Linked DNA regions of Oryctolagus cuniculus: regions 2 and 3 are each linked to region 1. Evidence: chromatin contacts called from public Micro-C data. All regions are on one chromosome and are shown on one strand. The core of a region is the stretch at or near the end of the contact, and the rest is flanking DNA. Distances in the headings are between cores, read along the strand shown. Region 1 overlaps LOC127488219 (a long non-coding RNA gene). Region 2 holds the start of LOC100354078 (cytochrome P450 2F5). Region 3 holds the start of SNRPA (small nuclear ribonucleoprotein polypeptide A).

The links. Hi-C and Micro-C count contacts between places; a contact is called where the count stands out from the background.
Region 2: a contact with region 1 is called in a Micro-C map of ear pinna, with 2.4 times the contacts expected there. The contact joins the promoter of LOC100354078 here to the enhancer-like site in region 1. A contact is called at or near these places in 3 of 6 Hi-C or Micro-C datasets (ear pinna, psoas muscle and an unstated tissue).
Region 3: a contact with region 1 is called in a Micro-C map of ear pinna, with 4 times the contacts expected there. The contact joins the promoter of SNRPA here to the enhancer-like site in region 1. A contact is called at or near these places in 3 of 6 Hi-C or Micro-C datasets (ear pinna, psoas muscle and an unstated tissue).

Annotation. Positions count from the first base shown.
Region 1 is chr18:13,732,938-13,735,481 of mOryCun1.1, forward strand. It overlaps LOC127488219 (a long non-coding RNA gene), which reads right to left. Exons shown (of 2, transcript XR_007915777.2): 2 at 1-289. Among named protein-coding and RNA genes, the nearest start is that of NUMBL, 20 kb to the left of the region's middle. Within about 2 kb of position 1,269, at least 3 of the 8 cell types and tissues checked have an H3K27ac peak or open chromatin away from gene starts, as enhancers often do. A contact at or near this core is called in ear pinna, where this site is marked.
Region 2 is chr18:13,624,528-13,627,071 of mOryCun1.1, forward strand. It overlaps LOC100354078 (cytochrome P450 2F5), which reads left to right and starts at 1,270. Exons shown (of 8, transcript XM_070062195.1): 1 at 1,270-1,540; 2 at 1,863-2,025. The coding sequence starts at 1,361.
Region 3 is chr18:13,666,228-13,668,771 of mOryCun1.1, forward strand. It overlaps SNRPA (small nuclear ribonucleoprotein polypeptide A), which reads right to left and starts at 1,270. Exons shown (of 7, transcript NM_001082160.1): 1 at 1,234-1,270; 2 at 676-770. The coding sequence starts at 748. It overlaps ACTMAP (actin maturation protease), which reads left to right and starts at 1,605. Exons shown (of 6, transcript XM_002722317.5): 1 at 1,605-2,544. The coding sequence starts at 2,189.

The DNA.
Region 1 (2,544 bases), core at 19-2,518:
GGGCGCAGGTGCGGCGGGCCCGGCGCCTGGCAGGTGGGTGATGCGGCCGGCCAGGATGAGTCACCTGATTCTGTGACTCATGGAGCCAGAGCCGAGGTGTGAAAAAGACGAACTATAAACTGCCGATCAGTTCCTTGTCAACACTTTAATCAGACGGCGTGGACCTGCCTTGGGAGGGAGCTGCCAAGGTCTCGCCTCGCCAGCTGCGGGTCTGGTAACCCAGGTGGTCCCCCGGACGGGGTGGCACATGGATCTGAAGTCTATTGTTTCTTGGGTTCCTTGACAGAATCTATAAAACACATTTTAAAAGGGAAACATCCTATGTGTAATTCTTTGTAGCTCGTTAAAATGAGGTGACCAGTGCTCTGGCCCCAGGTGGTAGATGGGCAAGTTGAGTCACTGGCCCAAGGTCACGGTCATGTTTGCGGGGGGAGCTGGGGGTCAAATCTCGCGTCTGGCTGACTTCCGGGACAGTCACTAAGCATCAGGCTGTGAGAAAGCAGCCTCGGGTTTGGAAGTGGGCGCTCGACCCCGCCGTTAAGACGCCTGCCTCCCACGGCACAGGGCTTGGGTTCAAGTCCTGGCTCCGGCTCCGGCCTGCCGGGGAGGCAGCAGGGGCAGCTCCAGTAACCGGGTGCCTGGATTGAGCTTCCTGCTCCCAGCCATTGCTAGCATTTGGGGAGTGAACCAGAGGAGGGGGAGCTCTGCCTCTCAAATACATAAAAATTAACGTTTTTTAAAAAAACGCAAAAAGGGTTGGTGCTATGGCGCAGCGGGTAAAGCAGCCACCTACAGTGCCAGCATCCCATATGGGCGCCGTTTCGAGTCCCGGCTGCTCCACTTCCGATCCAGTTGCCTGCTAATGGCCTGGGGAAGCTGTAGAAGATGGCCCAAGTCCTTGGGCCCCTGCACCCGCGTGGGAGACCCGGAAGCTCCTGGCTCCTGGAGCCTAGGTTTCCAGCTGAGTGGGGGGCGTCCCTACCCCTTGGATCCTGCAAGCCCTGCCCACCCAGGGAAGCTGCTACCCAGCCGCGGGTCTGTGCTCCGGTGGGCAGTGGCGGGGGAGGGGGGGGGCTCTGAGCTGCCTTAGCCTCCTCCTTCCCGCACAGCCAGGGCCAGGCAGGAAGAGGGAACCCCAAGCGCTCTCCTCAAACTGGCAGGAAGACAGGGGAGCAGCGCCCTGGGGCGGGGACAGAGGGCCCGCGCTGCTGGGCAGATGCGGCGCTGGGACCGCAGCACAGCCCGGACCACCCACCCGGCCCGCCCTCGCCCTGACCTCTGCGCAGCCCCCACAGACGCCTGTGGGAGCCCCCAGCCCCCTTGGCCAGAAGGACCCCCCACTCCTGGTGCAGACTCCGGCCCTCCGTGGAGCGCCTGCCTTCCCGGAAGCCTCAGACGGGGAGTAAACCTCACGGAAGCCCGGAGTGGACGCCCTCGTCCTGCGGGCGGACCCGGGTCCCACCTAGCGCCACGCGCCGCGCCGCCTCCCCAGGCCCCGAGGCCGCTTTGTCCCCGCTCAGGGCCCCGCCCCGCCAGAGCCCCGCCCCCAGCTGCCCGCAAGGCCCCGCCCCCAGAAGCCCCGCCCCGCCTGGTTGTCCGCGAGCCCCGCCCCCTACCCCGGCGGCCCACGCAGGGCTGCGGCCGGCGCCAACCGCCCACCCACCGCGCCGCGCGGGGCTCCCGGGGCCGCTGCTTCCGCCGCCTGCGCGGGGCCCGGGCCACCCCTGTCGCCGCGGGCGCGGGCGGCGGCCCTCGGGTCGTAAGGGGCCACGCCCGCGCGCGACCCACCGCCCCCGGCCCTGCGAGGCCCCGCGGCGGCTGGAGGCGCGGGAGAAGGGCGCCCCCGTGTGGCCGCGGCTGAGGAGAGGCGGCGGGGCGGGCGGAGAGCCCTGGTCAGCCCGGGGTCAGCCGCCGCCGCCTCGGGCGTCCTCCCGCCGCCCACGCTGGGCCGGGATGGTCCCGAGTCGCCAGCGCGAGCCGCGCCGTCACTGCCTCGTGCGTTCGCCCCTGTCACCCTGAGATCTGGGGGGCTTCGGCGCCCCTGCAGCCCTGCAGCCCGGGCTGGGCGCGGGTCTTGTGCTCGCGTTTTCTGGATGTGCAGTGTGTTTGTCGGAGTGGCAGAGTTAGGGAGAGGTCTTCCGTCCACTGGCGCACTCCCCAGATGGCCCCAACAGTCTGGACTCCATCCCGGGCTCCCACGCGTGGGCAGGGGCCCGGGAGCCGGGCGTCCTCCGCTGCCTACCCAGGCCACAGCAGGGAGCTGGGTCGGACGTGGAGCAGCAGGGCTCGAACCGGCGCACGTGGAGGCGGGCGTCACAGCTCAGGCCCAGTGTCAGCCCCGAGTGCTGCCGGCTCTGCCCCCGGAACCAGGCCCGGCCACGCTAAAGCGTTTCACCGAGCAGCACTGTGTGCCGGCTCCATTCTGGGCCCTCGAGAGCCCGTGGTCTCTGCTCTGCCGGAGTGGACAGTCCACGGGAGGGTCACACGGACCCAGACGGGAGGGAGTGAAAGCAGGCGCGGGGCGGCGACACGGGCGCCAGGGGC
Region 2 (2,544 bases), core at 20-2,519, 110 kb before region 1:
GTGGGCATTTGGCGGAGCCATTAAGATGCCACTTGGAGGGGCCGGCGCTGTGGTGTAGTGGGTAAAGCCGCCGCCTGCAGTGCCGGCATCCCCTATGGGCACCAGTTCAAGTCCCAGCTGCTCCACTTCCAATCTAGCTCTCTGCTATGGCCTGGGAAAGCAGCAGAAGACGGGCCAAGTCCTTGGGCCTCTGCACCCATGTGGGAGACCTGGAAGAAGCTCCTGGCTCCTGGCTTTGGATTGGCCCAACCCTGGTCATTGCAGCCATTCGGGGAGTGAACCAGCAGATGGAAGGACCTCTGTCTTCTATGTCTGTCTTTCTCTGTCTTGCTGCCTTTCAAATAAAATGAAAATTCATTAACAAATAAGTCAGTGCTTGAAAAAAAGAGACATGAACAGAGGCAAAGACAGCGAAGTGGAGTCCGGAGAGCAGCAGCTGGGACGCAGTGCGGGGGCGGAGGAGCAGGATCAGAGGAGGGAAGCGCCGAGAGAGGAGACGCAGACGCTGCCTGACCAAGCTCCTCCTCAGGCCCCGCGTGGCCCCCACTTCTCCCCAGGCTGGGCCCAGAGCCAGGCACCTGGAGGAACACTGGCGCTGGCAAGGCAGGGAGGGCGGGCTGCATTCCATAACAATCTACATCCCGCTCAGCCCCACCTCCACCCCGGGTCCGGCCTGGGCCTCTAGGGTCTGGGCTACCCGAGGCCTGAGCCTGCCTGCCCTCGGCTAGGGGTGCCCACTGTGGGGCTTTGAGACCAGGGGTGCAGAGGCATGGACGTGGGACATCCGGGGCTCAACTGGGAGCAGAGATGGCAGGAGTCAAGGCCGGGTCTGAAGGCACAGGGGCCAACCTAGGGGAAGGCATCCAGCAGTCCTAAGGCCAGAAACGAAGTCCCAGGCTGATGGCACCAAGAGGCTGGTGGGTTTGCGCAGGCCCTGCAGGGCAGGTGCAGCACACAGGGTTCCCAGGGCAACAAGCGGCACGGGCTCAGGTGTGAGGCCCCGGGAGTCCCGGGCCTGGGGCGGAGTGGGGGGGTTCTAGAGGGTGCCGAGGCGTCAGGAGGCAGAGGTGGGCAGCCTACTGCGCGTACAGGCCCACGGGCCAGCCAGATGGGCTAGGGCTCAAGAGGGCACCCCTACCAGCCAGCCGTATGCATGTGCTCCAATTGCCAGGCACACACGGGCAAGCTGAGGCAGGCATGGGCAAGCCAGGGGGAGCCAGGCCTTAAGAGCAGCATGGCTTGAGGGGTGGGGTGGAGCTGGGAACCCACCACTCCCGCGTGGGCTCTCCGCCCCTGCTCCGCCCAAGACCCCGTGGAAATCAAATAGGCATGAAGGGATGCACACAGGGTCACAGGCAGCATGCTCACCTGTGTCACAGCACTGCTGCTCCTGGCGCTGGTGCTGGCGCTGGCATGGTGGGGCTGCGGTACGCGCCGCGCTCGGACGCCGGGGCCCCTACCTCCGGGGCCCACACCTCTCCCACTGCTGGGAAACTTGCTGCAGCTGGAGTCTGGGCGCCTGGACCGTGCACTCATGGAGGTAGCCCGGACAGATTCCTGGGGTGCTGGAAGTGGGGCCAGGAGCTAGGACTGCTGGTGCCCTGAACTAAGTTGAGGGCTCCGACCCCGTTCTTCCTGGAGACTGGGGTGGGGGGTGCAGCTGGTGGGCCTGAACACCTGGGCTGTGATGGACAAGGAGCCCGGGGTGGTTAATTCAGGTGGAGAAAGAAAGCGAGGTGGGGGGGCAAAGGCTGAGGGCCCGGTTCTGCGGGTGCAGGGTGTTGGGGGCCTGACTTCAAGGTTCAGAAGAAGAGGGGTCGGGGAGCTGGGATCAGGAGCCGCTGAGCCCTGGTTCCCTGTAGCTCTCCGGCCGCTGGGGCCCGGTGTTCACAGTGTGGCTGGGCCCGCGCCCTGCAGTAGTGCTGTGCAGCTACGCGGCACTGCGGGACGCGCTGGTGCTGCAGGCGGACACCTTCTCCGGCCGCGGGGCCATGGCCGTCTTTGAACGCTTCACTCGCAGAAACGGTGAGGCCACTGCGGTGCAAGGTGGAAGGGCGGGCCCATAAAGGGTGGAGTCAGGCAGACGCGGAGGGGCCTAAGAGAGCGCGGGTGGCGATCAGCCTAGGACGGAACCCAGCTTCCTCGTGCAGCCAGTAAGAGCCTAAGAGAGAGCCCGCACCAGGCAGGGATCAAAGTAGCAAAGGCGTGGTCAAGGCGGAGAAAGCCGCCAACCAAGCCGGGCGAGGGAGCAGAGCAAAGGATCCCAGAGCCGGCTCCGGGAGGTGGGGCCCAGGGGCGTGGCCAACGCAGGCCCGCCCCCTCCTGCCGCCCCGCCCCGCAGGTATCCTGTTCTCCAATGGGCAGCGCTGGCGGACCCTGCGCAATTTTACCCTCGGGGCCCTGAAGGAGTTCGGGGTGGGGACGCGGACCATCGAGGAGCGCGTCCTGGAGGAAGCAGTTTGTCTGCTTGATGAATTTCAAGCCACCGCAGGTGCAGCAGGGAAAACAAAACAAAGGGCCTGGGGTGGGCGGGCCCTAGGGTGG
Region 3 (2,544 bases), core at 20-2,519, 67 kb before region 1:
TATCAAAACTAGGGGGGCTTGAGTGTGGCTCACTAACTGGGACAACTGTGCCACACTACCCGGACCCGGGAACAAGGAAGCCATGCTAACTCCTAATTCTGGCCTGGCGGTGGTGTTCTGGTGCCGCCTACAACGCCAGCATCCTGGCTGCGTCCCAGCTGCTACACTTGTGGTCCAGCTCCCTGCTAACGCGCTGGGATGACCATGGAAGATGCCCCACGTACTCGGGCCCCTGCACCTGCGTGGGAGACCCGGCTGGAGTGCCCGGGCTAGGCTTCAACCTGGCCCGGGCCCGGCTGTCTGAGCAGCGAACCAGAGGATGGAAGCTCTCTCTCCCTGCGCCTCTCCCGCCCTCCATTTTAGAGCCCCAGTGTCCTAGTCTGACAACTGGGACTTAGGCAACGTGGATGCCCCTGCTACAAGTGTTGCCAGCCCCATGAAAGTCCGTAACATCAGGGCTTGATGGGGCACGCCCGGGGGCCTATGGGAAGTAGTGGCAGCCGCCTGAGGAGAGACAGGGAAGGGCTTCCTGGAAGAGGAGTCCCGAGAGGGGGAAGACGGCCAGGTCCAAGGGCAGAGCGTTCACGACACGGAGCCAGGTCCGGCGAAGGCTGAGCGAGGGAGAGGACGCAGCTCACGCGGGACAGCCCAACCCCCAGCACCCCGATCACTCACCATCCTTCTTGATCTTCTCATTGAGGTTGTTGATATAAATGGTGTGGTTGGGGCGGGTCTCGGGAACTGCCATGGGGCGAGGCGCCAAGCGAGGGCTGAGAGGAGGAAAAAGAGGACCTAAGCCCGGGGCTTCCCCTACTCCCTCGTCTCAAGGCTGACTGAACGGCCCGTTCAGGAATCTTCCCTCCAAAACGGAAGATGAGGCGAGGCGCCAGCGGGGAGACGATGGAGGCGCAGCCTGGGCAACAAAGCGTGCGCAGGACTCCGCTTCTGCCCGCGTGCTGAGGGGAAACCGCCAGGGGTTTACTACAAGTCCCAGCAGGCTCTGCGCGACCCAGTAGGCGGGACGCCCTAAGGGGCGATTCCCATTGGCCTACGCGCCCAAACGTTGGTGAGGAGGAAAAAACCCGGATGTAAGAGGCGGTTAGGGGCGGGACGGATTTGAGGTCCTTGACCTCGCACAGCGAGAAAGTTTCCCCAGACCAAACATGGAAAACCACCAGGCCAAGCGCACCGGCCACCTGTTGCCGACGGCCGCCCAGACCCATGGCTACTCACTGATAGGGCTGCGGCTCCCACAAGCGGCGCCTGCTGCGCTCCTCAGATCAGACCACAAAACTTCCCCTCCCAGCCCCGCCTTTGCCTTTCTATAAGCCAATACCAGGGCGGAAATTTGGTAGGTAGACCAATCAGAGTAAGGGTCGTCCCTGGGCTCAGCTCCTGCCAATCAAGATGACACTCGGGTTCCCGCTTCGGCAGAAGGCCCGCCCCCGGCCCGCTGCCTTCCTCTGCGCCTGGATCTACGGACCAATCAGCGACGGTCACGAGCTTCTTGCCAATAGGGACGCGGCACCCGTAGCAGTCTCTTCCGGAGGCGGGCCTTTGGAAACCCCACCTCTTCCTCACAGCCTTACACCTTATAGCGTCATCGCTACAGGGGCGGGGCTTGGTGCGGATGCTACACGTGATATGGGGACGGCAGTGTGCCGAGGCCGCCATTTTGCGCGCCGGAAAGGCGCGTTTTGCTTCTTAAGCTCGCTTCCCTATCCTGGCGGTATCTCGGCTTCCTCCGGCCTCCCATCTCGGAGCTTTCTCCAGCACACAAACTTTTCCTGTTGCTAATCCCGGCATCTGCGCCGCGGCAAGGCCATTTTCCCTTCCGGGTTGACCTCTTGACCTCTAACCGAGGTGGGGCCTGGGGTGTGAGCAGGACCGAACCTGAGCTGCCCCAGGCCAGCCCTGGGCCCTAAAGCCTCACCTGTGGGCGCCTCACGCCAGGTCTTGGCTTTAATATCCGAATGCTGACCCTGTCGCGTCCCTCTCAGCGTTAACTCCCAACTTGCCCCGCAGGAGCCCTGCACAGCCCCAGGGCACACGTCTGCTCTCCCAGTTAGTAACGGCGTTCCTCTGAGTGAGCCCCAATCCCCGCCTCCATGGGTTCACATTTTAGCCCTGGATTTTTGCTAACCCACTGCTCGGCCCCCAAACTCCGGAGCGCAACTCCAAAACCTTTATGATCGGCATCTCCAAGATCTTGGGGAAGAGTCTTCCTCTCCCATCCTCAACTCCTCCCGCAGACCCCAAGATGGCCGCCCCAGGGGCTCCTATCCTAGAGCCCCCCAGCCCTCCTCCAAAAGCCCCTGCACCTCCTCCCCCACCCCTGAGTCCGCTGGACGGGGCTCTCCCAGCCCCTCCCCGCGGCCTCCAGGCCCCCATTCCGCTGCCGCCGCCGCCGCCTCCGCCAGCCGCTGCCGTGGGGATGGCTCCTCCTCGTGTCTTCGGCCTAGAGAAGAGCCGGCTCCTGCAGGAGGCCCTGGCGAAGGCCGGCCCAGTCCCCAAGGCCAGAGAAGACGCCAGGAGGCTCCTGAA